Linked DNA regions of Mus musculus: all the other regions are linked to region 3. The links are chromatin contacts, called in public HiChIP or PLAC-seq maps. All regions are on one chromosome and are shown on one strand. The core of a region is the stretch at or near the end of the contact, and the rest is flanking DNA. Distances in the headings are between cores, read along the strand shown. Region 1 has its middle 51 kb from the start of Sec61g. Region 2 has its middle 18 kb from the start of Sec61g. Region 3 overlaps Gm39583 (a long non-coding RNA gene). Region 4 overlaps Egfr (epidermal growth factor receptor).

The links. HiChIP or PLAC-seq counts read pairs in DNA pulled down with a chosen protein or histone mark.
Region 1: a contact with region 3 is called in an HNF4G HiChIP or PLAC-seq map of pancreatic cancer cells. The contact joins two enhancer-like sites. A contact is called at or near these places in 1 of 15 datasets of contacts at CTCF or cohesin (the NIH/3T3 cell line) and 1 of 115 datasets of contacts at active chromatin or transcription factors (pancreatic cancer cells).
Region 2: a FOXA1 HiChIP or PLAC-seq map of pancreatic cancer cells shows a contact between it and region 3. The contact joins two enhancer-like sites. A contact is called at or near these places in 3 of 484 Hi-C or Micro-C datasets (the C2C12 cell line, liver and pancreatic cancer cells) and 3 of 115 datasets of contacts at active chromatin or transcription factors (embryonic stem cells, fibro-adipogenic progenitors and pancreatic cancer cells).
Region 4: a FOXA1 HiChIP or PLAC-seq map of pancreatic cancer cells shows a contact between it and region 3, with 5 times the contacts expected there. The contact joins two enhancer-like sites. A contact is called at or near these places in 1 of 15 datasets of contacts at CTCF or cohesin (pro-B cells), 1 of 484 Hi-C or Micro-C datasets (nephron progenitors) and 2 of 115 datasets of contacts at active chromatin or transcription factors (a colorectal cancer cell line and pancreatic cancer cells).

Annotation. Positions count from the first base shown.
Region 1 is chr11:16,557,929-16,561,273 of GRCm38.p6, reverse strand. No RefSeq gene overlaps it. Among named protein-coding and RNA genes, the nearest start is that of Sec61g, 51 kb to the right of the region's middle. RefSeq lists an enhancer at 1,486-2,405. Within about 2 kb of position 1,698, at least 120 of the 459 cell types and tissues checked have an H3K27ac peak or open chromatin away from gene starts, as enhancers often do. A contact at or near this core is called in pancreatic cancer cells, where this site is marked.
Region 2 is chr11:16,524,187-16,527,784 of GRCm38.p6, reverse strand. No RefSeq gene overlaps it. Among named protein-coding and RNA genes, the nearest start is that of Sec61g, 18 kb to the right of the region's middle. Within about 2 kb of position 2,299, at least 39 of the 459 cell types and tissues checked have an H3K27ac peak or open chromatin away from gene starts, as enhancers often do. A contact at or near this core is called in the C2C12 cell line and pancreatic cancer cells, where this site is marked.
Region 3 is chr11:16,715,309-16,718,394 of GRCm38.p6, reverse strand. The region is part of intron 2 of Gm39583 (a long non-coding RNA gene); the gene reads left to right. Among named protein-coding and RNA genes, the nearest start is that of Gm25698, 16 kb to the left of the region's middle. Within about 2 kb of position 1,449, at least 16 of the 459 cell types and tissues checked have an H3K27ac peak or open chromatin away from gene starts, as enhancers often do. A contact at or near this core is called in the C2C12 cell line and pancreatic cancer cells, where this site is marked.
Region 4 is chr11:16,864,850-16,868,269 of GRCm38.p6, reverse strand. Egfr (epidermal growth factor receptor) reads right to left here. Exons shown (of 28, transcript NM_207655.2): 5 at 971-1,039; 6 at 44-162. Among named protein-coding and RNA genes, the nearest start is that of Egfros, 36 kb to the right of the region's middle. Within about 2 kb of position 1,524, at least 15 of the 459 cell types and tissues checked have an H3K27ac peak or open chromatin away from gene starts, as enhancers often do. A contact at or near this core is called in pancreatic cancer cells, where this site is marked.

The DNA of each region.
Region 1 (3,345 bases), core at 449-2,948, 160 kb after region 3:
TAATAGGACAAAGAATAACCCCCATCTAGACTTTTCCCGATGTATCTCCCCTAAGAAAGTTCAAAACCAGAAATTAATCATGGATCCCTTAGAAAGGATCAGCAAACCAAAGACAATGTAGGTGATGACTTGATCTAAGGAAACTCATGTTAGGACCCTTCAAAAAGATGCAAGAAAACATAAATTCTGCAAAATGGCTACAAAACAGGACTACAGGGCCCAAACCAAAGGCAGAAAGGAGCAAGGAACTGGTTATTTTATGTCTTTGGCAGGAAAAGTTGCTTTCGGCTTGGCATCGGGGCTGAAAATGGATATTCCCTTGTTCAGGACTATTTTACTTTGTATAAACACAGCTACACAATCCCTGGCAGCAGAGTTATAAGACTCTCTGTTTTTATAGCCAACACCTTGTGTTCGTACATGAACATGCAAGTGGAATAGCTGAGCTCTCTGTGGTGATGTGACCCACAGACTAAAGCTAAGCAACTGGAAGCTGTGCCATGCAGCCATCAAGAGCTCAGCCAGGGTCACAGCCATCCTGACTTCTATCTGAAGTGTGGAATTTGAAGCATTACCTGCTGTAGTAGGTCTCCAATGGAAATGACCCATAAACAAAACAAAAAAGAATGTCCTTAAGGAAATGAGCATGATGACTGTATCAAAAAGCAAAACGAAACAAAACAAAAAGTTAAAGGACCTAGCTTGTACAATTATAGGCTTTGTTTTTTATGCAAGTAATTAAACCTTGTTCAAACAAATGAATTCTAGAATCTCATAAATTTCATAATGATAATTAAGGTGACCTATAATTGATGAAAATAATAATAGAAATAAGTACAATGTTAATAATAAAACACCATATACTTTAGTTTTAGGCATGATACTGTTGGTCCCTAACTGACTACAATTCACCCTAACTTCTCTGATGAGAAGACATGAAATTACTTGCCCAGAAATAAGTAGAGCTGGCTGGAATTCATGTGGAGCCAATGAGAAGGCTCTGCTGTTAATTATCAGGGTAAAGTGCCTAGAGCCTTATCACAGGCAAACATCTAAACAGAAGCATTTTTGAATCCGTAGTGTAAAAGACCTGGAAGTGAATACTGACTGTAGGTAAGGCGTTCTGATCCAGGTAGAAGGCATTTATAGGGCACCACAAAGATGACTGGAAACTGTTCTCCATTCTCATAGGAATGTGGACTTTATGCCAATAAATTACAATATTATTCATAGTACTAATAATTAAACTAGTGCTGGCTTTCAACAGAGAAAGATTATTCGACTTTATTTTTGTGAGAATTTTTTATTCTTTTCTAGGAGCCTAAGTCTGATGTTTAGACAGCTGTGAAGTAGTACGTTCAATACTTCTCTTGTATAAATAAATTAATTTTGCCTAGAAATTAGATTTTTCTTGTTTATATCTAACATACAGACAACACATCGAGTAACACATCATTTCTAGTCATTTTATGTATTAGTGAAACCCAGGATTTGGAACTCCACTGCGCAGTGTGTATACATTTTCATTCTGACATCTTAACGAACTAAAGGGGTCCTGTTCTGAATACATATATACATTTCGAGGAACGTGTTTACACAGAGGAGTGCATGATATACCAGAGGTCACTGTGCACTGTGGCCTCCTCCCCGCTCTCGGTTAGTGGGAGGCTGGAAAAGGCCGAGTTCTCACGCAGCAGCTGCAGCGGCAGCCATCACTGGAGCTACACAGACCAGAAGCAGATGTGGCACAAGTCTCCTGCACAGCTTCTCCTGAAGAGACGGTTGCTCTGTTGACTCAAAGTGCACTCATTGACGGGGATTTCCTGAGCTAAGACGATCAGGAGGCAAAGCAAACGGGGCAAAATTTTTCCCTTTAAATACATTAAACAAAAGGGTGTAACTTGATAGAGCAACTTCAAGTCAAGGTCATGTACTTTGAAAAACACGGCCTTTTAAAGTGAACGTGAACATCTGGAAATCTTTTTGAAAATAAATCGCTCCTCAACTGAAACATTAGATGGCATTTTTTTGGCAAGTGCTCTATCTGAATTACTCAGAAATAAACTCCTGGCAACCCCTGAACTAATGCTCTTCTATGAGAGCAGCACGTAATTTGTTATATTCTTAGGGTTATTTCCCTCCAACTATTTCAAGACTTTTACATAGCAGGAAATGAGTGTGGGGGTGAGGCCTCTGCACACAGACACAGCAGATTCTCAGAGCAGATTCATCAGTCTGGATTCAAGTCAGTAACTGCATGCAACCGTGAAAAATTTTTCAGGAAATTGTCTTTGCATACTTAGTTAAGAATCTTACTCAATGAAAACCACAGACAATGTAAAACAAATCTATCAAAATGTATCTGATGGCTGCAGAGAAACTACAAAGAGAAACAGGGACACACAAGAATAGAATTAAACACACACACACACACACACACACACACACATCCACACACACACACACACACACACACACACACACACACATCCACACACACACACACACACACATCACACACACACACACACACATCACACACACACACACACACATCACACACACACACACATCACACACACACACACACATCACACACACACACACACATCACACACACACACACACACACACATCACACACACACACACATCACACACATCACACACACACACACACACACACACATCACACACACACACACACATCTCACACACACACACACACACACACACACACACACACATCACACACACATCACACACACACACACACACACCTCTGAAAGAAAAGAGAGTAGTTATGTCAAGACTTCTGTGAATGGGAATTACTGGTTTGTAGAAAAGAAAAGAAAAGAAAAGAAAAAAAAAGAAAAGAAAAGAAAAGAAAAGAAAACAAAACAAAAGAGAGAGAGAGAGAGAGAGAGAAAGAAAACCTTCCTGTGTGGAGGATTTGTATATGTGAGAGTAACTCAGTCAGTCTTTAGGTGTAGAATGCATGATTTACAGTGACTTACAAGAAACAATATTATTGTTAAAGGCAACTTAGTGTGAAATAAAAACCTGGGAGTCACAACAAAACCTTTGTGTGGATGGATAAAGAAGAGGACTCATAAGGTGGTATGACTGTAGTAATGACTGACTGGTGACACCATGGTACATTGGCCAGGAGAAAGGTGCTTATATACAAACGAGGGGCCTACAGCAGGGGTGGATTTGAGCTTTATTCCCTCAATTTTGCTTATGAACTTTTTGTTATCAATTACTTAGAAGGTGTTATGAACATTAGTTAGAGTAACATGTGTTCTGGAACTTCCATCAGAAAAGAACTCTGATCATGGAGAAT
Region 2 (3,598 bases), core at 1,050-3,549, 190 kb after region 3:
AGACCGAAAATAAACTGGAACCACAGTGACTGAAAGGGAAATGGGAGGACTGCAGCGAGGCAGTCAGGAGGTCCACAGGAGCATAGATTTTAAGTTAGCTGCAATAAGAAGCTGTGCAAGAAGCTAAAGGGAAGGACTCCAGATTGGCAGCATATTAAGAGTTTACACCTGGACCTGGAAGAGAAGAGCATGGTAGGGTGGTACAGGAATAGAGAGAAACTTGCAGGAGAATGCTGCAGCCTGCTGAAGCCAGGGAGAAGGTGCAGGAACTGACTGGTTAGGACTTCTGGGTGACCATCAGCTAGATGTTAAGGGGAAGGATACAAGAAAAATCATAGATGATGTTGGACAGAGTACATCTGCTTTCCTTTTATGTGTGAGAGGACCAGCTTATAAGGAAAAAGTTGGTTTGGTTTTGTTTCTCACACTTTTGGTCTACGATAAGTTGGCTTCAGCCCTGAGATAAGACAGTGCATCATTCAACAAGTATGCTTATGGAGAAAAGTGGATCATGTCATGTCCAGGACTCAACCAGAGACAAAGGAAGAGAACAGGGTCCCATAGTCCTTTTCAAATAAGTGACCTTACTTCCTTCTAATAGACCCCACCTCTTAGCAGTTCATCAATCTTCCTGTGGCATGAACATTTGGGAGCATGGGCCCTGCAGGGATGTTCAAAATCCATATTAGCTGAGGGAATATATGTATTCTAATGACTGATGTATACAACCACATGATGCCATGTCCAGGTGACTGAGATATGTGAGGGGCTGCAACATGAAGATCAGCACAGTACCATGTAAATGGGAAGCCCTAGAGACCAGTGTTTAAGAAAGGCAAGTGATTCTGAGATATCCTTGGGAAGTTCTCATCTTCCAGCTTATCACATGGTGTAGACATATGAAGGTCCCCCTTGGAAAGGTTTAGCAAACTACTGTTGCCAAAAGAAATGGACAGAATTTAATCTTCTACCCAGATTCAGAAGAAAGGACAGAAAATATGAGCAAACCTTGTGAGGAGCATGCTCACATCCCTTTATAAACATTCAGGACCAGAGCCCTGCACTCACTTGGAGGTTTGCCACTGGAATTTATCTCAGAAGCAGAGAATTAGTCACAGGATTGCAGGTAACCACAAAAGAGAGGAGGGACACAAACTAATCGCATAATGAGACCTTGAGTGCCAGCACTTGCACAGAGCATCTGTTAATCTTACAAACAATCCCGTGAGAAAGATGTGGCTTCCTTCATCTTTTAGAAAAGCAAACTAGAGCTTAGAGCCACTTGGGAACAAGCTCAAAGAATTATGCACAATATTCAGGGCAGGCTGAGTCTCTATCCTGGAGTACCATAATTACAATCCACAAGTCCCTCTCTCACAGACCAGAGACTTTAACGGTAATATGTACCATCAATTCCATCATCTTGCCTTGGCTGCTGAGCATCTGTCAGTGCAGGGATCACATAAAAATTGGACATTAGACCCAAAGTCCAAATGTCCTTTTCTGGATTTTTCTGTTGCCACCAGAGTGGCAAAGTCTTGTAAGACTCCGGGGAGCCTTAGCTTACCAGGGACACCTGAGTGAACCATGTGGAGTCAGGATCAACGCAAAAAGCAAGAGGAATTTATTGTTCCAGTGCACTGGAGTCGTCCAGACCCAAAGGAGAGGCAGTGACCCCCCAGCACCAGTTTGGGGAATTTTTATATGGTTTCCAGGGCCAGAACAGAGCATCTGCAACTAGGCACAATATGATTGGCTGAACAGTGCACCTTTTAAACTGATTGGTCTTTAGGGAATGAGGTGACAAGGACTTCCCTTGTCTGAAGGTGAGCAATGGTCTGTCCTGAGGAATGTGTCCCCACCCGCAGGTTCCTGCCCTTAGGTCTGAGAAATGCTAATTAGCCTCTCCCTTCCAGAGGGCTGAGGGTTTCATGACCTTCCCAAAGTTCCTACGCTGACCTTTCCACTTCCATCAGTATGGCTTTGCTGGACTGTGTCACAGAGAGAAAGAAAGAAAGAAAGAAAGAAAGAAAGAAAGAAAGAAAGAAAGAAAGAAAGAAAGAAAGAAAGAAAGAAAGAAAGAAAGAAAGAAAGAAAGAAAGCGATTCTGAATCAAATAGATAGTTTGGGAAATGGATCCATTTTCTTTCCTCTGTAGCATTGAGTGAATGAATGTTTCTTGGTGCTCCCTAACAACCTGGCTATGTCTTCTTTCCTAGATGACAAAGTTGTTAAAGAGTGCACAGACTTAGAGTCAGTTCCTCCGTCTTTCCCACACCACTGTGTCAGAGATCCATGTTCCTGCACTGCCCTCTATTTATGACTATCTGAAACACAAAATCAGGAACTCTAGAGGGATCCAAGCACTCTTTAAAAAATTAGGGTGCTATTTTACAATAGACTTATACTGAGTTTTCAACATTCAGTAGGCAGGAGTGTCCATAGTAGTAAATATTGTACTGATATCAAACTACTGCACTTTTGAACTGTATTAGTGATAGCTGAAAAGAGAAAGTTAATACGATTTTGAGATGTTTAAAGGATAGTTTTTGATTGGAGATAGCAATTACAATACTAGAAATGGCTTCCAAAGCTCCTTGGAAAAGAGCATGGAGGGGAATCAGTCCAAGGGCTCACCAGGGTTTGGATACAGCCACAGAATTTGTGTATATTTTCTTGGTGGAACATCGCCATCTTGTGTCTTTTCCAGATATTTCACATAGAAATATGCATCACCATGGTTCTTTTAGTGTTTAATACTTGTTCCCTAGTACAGATTCTAATTTTTGTTTCAAGATTCAAACTAAATAACACAAGTACATGTATATAATTTTATACCTCCCACTTCCTTGTTTGTGTTTGCTAATTATTCAAAATGATGAGTTTATGACTCTTTCATACATGTACGTAGTCTATGTCAATCAATAGGCTATTGTAAACAACTGTATTATAGTATGATGTGCTGGTTAGTTTTATGTTAACTTGACACAAGCTAGAGTCTTTAGAGAGGAAGAAACCTCAATTGAGAAAATGGCTCTGCCTGTAGGAGATTTTCTTAATTAGTCACTGATGGGCAAGGCCCAGATTATCGTGCATGGTGCCATCCTTGGATTGGTGGTCACAGGTTTTATAAGAATGGCTGTGCAAGGCATTGGGAACAGTAAGCAGCACTTTTGCATAGCCTCTGCATTAGCTCCTGCCTCCAGGAGCTCCTACTGTCCTGCTTGAGTTCCTGTCCTAACTTCTTCCACCTATGGGAGGTGGTGTGAAAATGTAAGCCACATAAATCCTTTCCTCCCCAGTTTGCTTTTAGTCATGGGGTTTCATCACAAAAATACTAACTTCACTAAGACATATAATAATCAAAACTACAATGTTATGCATTGCATAATAAGCCAATCATGAGTTATAAAAGTTATATGTTCAAGGGGTTGCAATAGACCATATGGAGTGCAAGAAGACTGAGCACAACCAGCAACATAAAATTTCAAATGCTACACACCTCTGTTCAATTGCCTGATCCTCTGTACATCTCCCCTGTCTCCTCTCACACCTGATCCTGGCCTCTTATTTCCTCCCCACTCCTTTCTCCCTCCCT
Region 3 (3,086 bases), core at 200-2,699:
ACCAGTTATGAACACTCCAAGCTTCTTTTCTCCATCAGGAAATCTCCCTGCTTCTCTACTCCTTTTGATTAATACTCATGAATCAGGTATGTGTGAAACACTGTACTAGCTGATGAGATTAAAGGATGAGCAATTACCAAAACCCTTTCCTTCTCACAGCTTATAGATCGTTGAGAAGGCAAAACTTTAATCAAACTTTAAAAATGTATCAGTATCCATGACTAAAGAATCCATGACTAATGGACCAATGAGTTATGGAGATCAGAGTATATGCATGTAATGCAGGGGGCAGAAATCCATTGAGTAGGATCTACTTGCATTGAAATAAAGTGCTAACAAAGTTCAGGATGGTGATGAAGACCATAAAGACTAGTGTAGAACTCACTAAAGCAACAAAGCCAGACAGACCCTAAGTTAATGTTACTGGTTGCTTGAAATTAGACATGTAGAATTGGTATGAATCAAGCTATATCTAAAAATCAAGGGTTACATTGTGCTTTTCAGGAAAATGTAGATGATGTTAAAACTTTGGAGTTTTATAATATAATTAGTGGGACAATATAATCAGAGTAAAATTTTAAAGTGATGTCTTTAGTGACAGTGTGGGGCTCCAATGTATCAGAGGCCCCAAGAAGGGAAATAAACAGAACAATTAGGAGTCATCCTGGAAAAAAATTAAAAAATAGTTTCATCAAACAAGATCTAGAGAGAGGTGTAAGAAGTGCAAGGGTGCAGTTATTCACTTACACAGTGATGCACTGGGCAGAGCCCAGTCTTCTCAGACATCAAAAATGTTAGACTTATAGCTAAAGTTTGAAGAAGATGGGGGTAAGAATGCATACCATTCCTTGCTTAACTTATTAACTTAACCAAATATTGAGACAACCCGAGAAATAACAACAACAACAACAACAACAACAACAACAATATAAAACAAACAACCAAACAAAAGAAAACAACTAAGGGCTAGGATGGGTCTCAGTGGATTCAATACTTGAGGCCCTAGGTTTCATCCCTAGCACTATGGTGGAATACAAGCATGATTTTGAAGATGATTTCAATTTGTGAAGTGTGAACATGGACATATTTAATTAGCAATGCCAAATAGAGAGTTGAAAATCAAGTCTTATGTCCAGGGATGTTATGTGGGGATGGGGCATAAGATCTTAAAGTCTTTCACTCGTCAACAGAATTTAAAACCATGGAAATGGGTGAATTTATCAACACAGAGTAGGAGAGAGAATGAGAGGGTAACAGTAGAGAGGCCACTGGGAGGCAAGAAAAGACTGGAATCCCCAGACAAGGAAGTCTTGCCTTAATATTGAAAAAAAAAATTCCCACATTTACTTCTGAGGTGGAGGACGATGAGGTGGCAGAGAACCTGAGTTGGAACAGATAGGGATGAGGAAGACTTGCAGAAAGTATGGCCATGGAAGCCGAAGATAAACAATGATTCACAGAAGAGGGATCGGTCAGGCAGCCAGTTGCTACTGGAATGTTAGGCAGGGTAAAGACCAAATGTCACTCATTGGATCTAGAGATGACAAAGTCATTGATGACCTTAGTGAGAACTGTTTGGGAAAGTCTGGGGGTGGAAGCTAAATTTCAGTGGGCTGAGGAGTGACTCAGATCCTGTTTTCATGGGACATTTGCCTTTTGATTTTGCCTCTTTATGATTCTTTGTCTGCCTTTTGAACCTGGTCTGTTTGTCTTGAGTTTCAGACACTTGACTCAGCCCCAGTCAACAAGACGTTTCTCCTATCTTAATTAGCCCCTTTAGATTTCAAGTCTTATTTCTGGACAATGTAGTGTTCTAGATAATGCATGAGCCATTCCTCAAGTGAAGATAATTGAAGCTTTATTCATCAAAGTAATGCAACACAGACCTCAGGCTTGCAGTAGGTTTTACCACTAATTGCATAAAATTGGTGAGTTTTTAACTTCAGTGTCTTCATCCATTCACTGAGTACTGATCATTTATCTTTTTTTGCTATGTTATTGTGAAGATAAATGCTTTTTATACACGATAACCTTCAATAAATTGTATTTTCCTCTGCCTTTGCAGTCCTTCCAGAAAACAAGCATCCTTTTACCGTCTGTCTTTGGATCATCCCTAAATCTCAAGTGTTTCTAACATAGTATGTGGTAATACATGCTTTTTTGGTTATATTTCCTTCTTTGCTCAACATTCATTTCTCAAACCCCTTTTATGTGATGATCTCAGAGTTAGGGTTGGACAGTCAATGATGACCCAGGATTCATAATCTAGTGTAAGAAGCAGACATAGAAAAGATAACAGATACTGATGCCATGATTATAAAACAGTGGGATGTACTGAGAAGGAACAAAAGGCTGCTGGGAAGCAGAGAAAGTTCACATGAAGCCATATTGAATTAGATTTGATATGTAGGCTGCCATTGGACATGCAGGAGGAAAACAAAAATATTCCCACTCTTTTCTGACATTTGGTCCCAATCCAGGAAACGAAGAGGGACTCCCTTAAGAAGCTATGGATGGTGATGCTACATTATTCTGAAAGCAAATCCACATCGAGGCAGGTATTCAATGTTGACCTTCAGAGTTTTTCTCTTTCACTATCTACCAGGTGACTGCATCAATCATCTCTTAAACACTATTTCTAGACTATTTGTGTGCTAGCAAATATTATAGTCATGCTGGGTAGAATTACATAAAGATGAAAATGAGGCCTCTCCCAAGAATCACATACCTAAACTCTGAGGTCTGAACTTTGTACCATCTTGTTACATTTCTTAGGGAAAAGTATAGCTACTGAGTTCTGGACAAGTGAGGTTCTAATTAAAAGACCTGGAGGTGGATAGGGTTTTTCTATACAAACCTAAGCTACCATGATGCATACTTGCTTTGTTAATTAAGGTTGCCATTTGAGTCCATGGAGAACTGTCGTGTGCATGGGATTAGCTGCAAACCAGGGAGGGTACAGCACAAACATATGAACTAGTTCCTATCTGATTTTGTGGCTTGCTATCTCTCCACTGGGTGCTGCCACCTCTCCCAGGTCATGAGGTTTCCTCCTCTCCTTGAAAGCCCTGTCTTTACATTCTTGG
Region 4 (3,420 bases), core at 275-2,774, 150 kb before region 3:
TGCACAGCTCTGCAGCACAACTCCCCAGTAGCCAGAGTCTTACCAGACAGTCACTCTCTCGGGGCCCTGTACACCCCGCAGCACATTGGTTGTGGCAGCAGTCACTGGGGGACCTGCCACGACAGCGATGGGAACATTGCTGGGCACAGATGATTTTGGTCACTGAAAAAGAAAGATTACCAGTGAGCTGTGTTTAAGTGGCAGCTCATCTTCTAGAGACACCAAGGAATGCTTGCACCCAGTAGAAAGAAATAAAGGAGGAACCATGGGTTTTGTGACAGGGAGCAGCTTCTAGGCTTTCACAGTCAGCCAAACAATATAATCACAACTTTCCCCTTGGTACATTTTTATCATTTATCTCAAATCACTTGGGAGAAATAATCGAAACAAGTCTGATCAGATCTTTTGAATAAGTAGATATTATCTAGGGAATTTCTGGCAATACAGAAGGCACATAGCAAGAAGAGCTCCTGGCAGGAGGCAGTGTTTAAAGGAACGAGATAGTTAGGTCACAAAGGCAATGAACTACAGTCAATTTTGAAGCTGACACACGCCCAGGTTCTTTGAGTGAAGCAGTAACCATGCTGAAGTAAATTAAACTTTGTTTTTTAAGTTAGTAGGATTCACACATGAACTCTGTGGAGCAACACCGTCAAACTTCTATATTAGTTGGCTCTGGAAAACGGGGAGGATTGGATCAGGGGACAAGGCATCCTGTGTGTCACCATGGACACTTGGGTGGTTGGCTTTCTTGCATTTAATGACAGGTTAAATTATCCCACGTAGTAAGCCTTAGATAGTTGTGCACTGTGATGTTTCCAAGACTGATGCTCATGAAGTGGTTAACTCTGAGTCTTTTGCCAAGCTCCTGTACTTGTTCAGTCACAAAGCGGAGGAGTGGAGGACCACATACTGTGTGGACTCCCTCACCAGGGCATGTTTCTCAGGCCCTGATGCTGCACTGACTTACATTTCTGGCAGTTCTCCTCTCCTCCTCCCCAGCAGCTTCCATTGGGACAGCTTGGATCACATTTGGGGCCTGAAATAAAAATCAAGTAGTTAAATGTGCATTTCAATAAAAGTAACAAATAACACGCAACTGACAACTCTCTCAAGGTCCTAAAGAATGTCCTAGAAATGAGGAACAGCTTGGAAACTTTGTATTCATAGTTGGGTTGGATGCTTTGTAAGCTAAATTAAAGGACTCCTGCACAAAAGAAAAAATGGTGAGCCTTGGGCTGCTTTTGCTTGTACTTCAGCTGTGGAAGCTGAGACAGAGGTTACTTACTGACTTGTCACAGCCACACAAATGACAAAGCTAATGAATTTAGGGTTTCGGAGGTGCCACCTGATTAGGCTTCTCTCTAACCAGATCCGCTCAATGTACACTTATGCACCTTGCTACATTCAGTCTTGACTGACTGTGTGGGGCAATCATCACTAGATATTTAGGATGTTATGTTGAGTCTGGTAAATGAACACTCCTTTCCTCCAAGCCATGAAGTGGTGCAGAACATGACACAGGAAGCGAACATTCTAATTCTGTGAGTCACTTGGCTAATCACCTAAAACCTTAGTTAATAGCTGGCATACTACTGTCTGGAAATCTTTGTAATTGCTAAATATTTGTATTTTTATAGTTGGTCAATATCAAGTTGCAGCTGCAAAGGGTTTCTATTCAGCCATTAATCATCCTGAGAACTGACGATCAACATGTTGACCAGCACAGATGTTGAGAATTTCTTTCTGGGAAGCACATTTACTTTTCTCGCCTTCACTTTTTTGTGGTGCTGCTTACTTACCACCTCCATTAGGCTTGTAGAGACCACTCTGCTTAGTTCTGTAGCCCTCTTCGGGCAATCTTATCTCACAGAACAATTTTATTTCACATGGAAGCTTATTTGACGGTGTCAGAACTCTCTTTGCAACTTGATACTTGATACTATAAATATTTATCCTCATGTTTCCTTCTAGAACTACACCTATATTTTGTATAAATATAACATATTTATTTATATATACTTACATATACTTAATACATATTTGGAACTTATATTGATGCATGGAGTAGCTGATGATTTTATGTTTTTTTTCTTTCTCATAAATTCACTCTTATAACCTCAATTTGTAAACTTTATCAATGATAAAATATGTTGGCCACAGTGGGCTGCTCTTCTGAATCTCAGATGCCTCACATGTATAGCATTTAAAGCCACCTCATAATACTGATTTTGTTGTTAAAGATGAAGTGCAAACTTCTCAAAAGGAACGCGCATCTGCAGCTATTCAATGAGGAGAGTAGAAGGAAGAGATCCAGGGGATAGAGATTCCCTATCTTCTAATATATATAACTCTCATTTTCTAGTTGTTTTTAAAAATCTGTTATAGCTCTAATACTTGGGCTATTTGTCCCTTAATCATTGGCACTGCAGAACAATTTACTGAATCAACTCTTACTTGAAATGTCACTTATTTATGCAATTTTGGTTCACTTAGGCTTATTCTCATGATGAGTGCTATAGTTTGAATACGTAACGACTCCTAGAGGTTCACGCTTTATGGCACAGAGAGGTGATGGGGACTTTAAGAGATAGGACTAATGACTACCTGGCAAGATGTGTGCGAACGTTATGAGGAGAAACTAACCATTCTTTAGCTTGACTTAAGACCTACTCCACAGATGGACACTGTGCCTGGTACTGCAAATTTGGCCAGGATCCCATGGCTCAAGAGCTCCTGAGCTCTCGGGAAGAACTGACTACTATTATTTTGCTACACAGACACATCATCAAGCTGCCCTCCAAATACTTATCTCTACAGTCATTAGTGCTCAGTCCTCATCAGAGAGGCTTCTTTGTGTGTTAGATAACGATTACTACAGAGACTCTCAAGTGCCAAAGTGCAGAGAGTAAGTGCCTATGGAATAGTCAGCCATAAATAGAATATCTGCCACACAGCCCACACTCCTAAGGCTCTAAGAACATCACAGAAAAGAGGGTGGGAAGATGATAAGAACCAGAGCCCAGGGAAGACTGCTGCGAGACAACATCTGGACACAGCACATCTGTTCTTCTCAGGAACTCTCAGCAGCTGTGGCTGCCTGCCTAAGCCCTGCATATGACCAAGCCTGTCAACATTCCAGCATGGGTGGGGGAAGGGATCATGAGAACTCATCCCTGACTGCTGGAAGAGGGTGTGGCCCCTGGTTGGTTAAGGATGCTCCAGTGGATGTCCTACATCCATGCACATATGTGCAGCACTGATTGTATTCAGTGGATTATTTTAACAAGATATAAAATTGGGATGAGGGCATGGGGAACAGAGGAATTGGAAAAAAAAAAGGGGATTGAATATGATCACAATTACTTATATACATGTGTGCAATTCTCAAATAATAAATAAAATGCTATATTAGGGGAA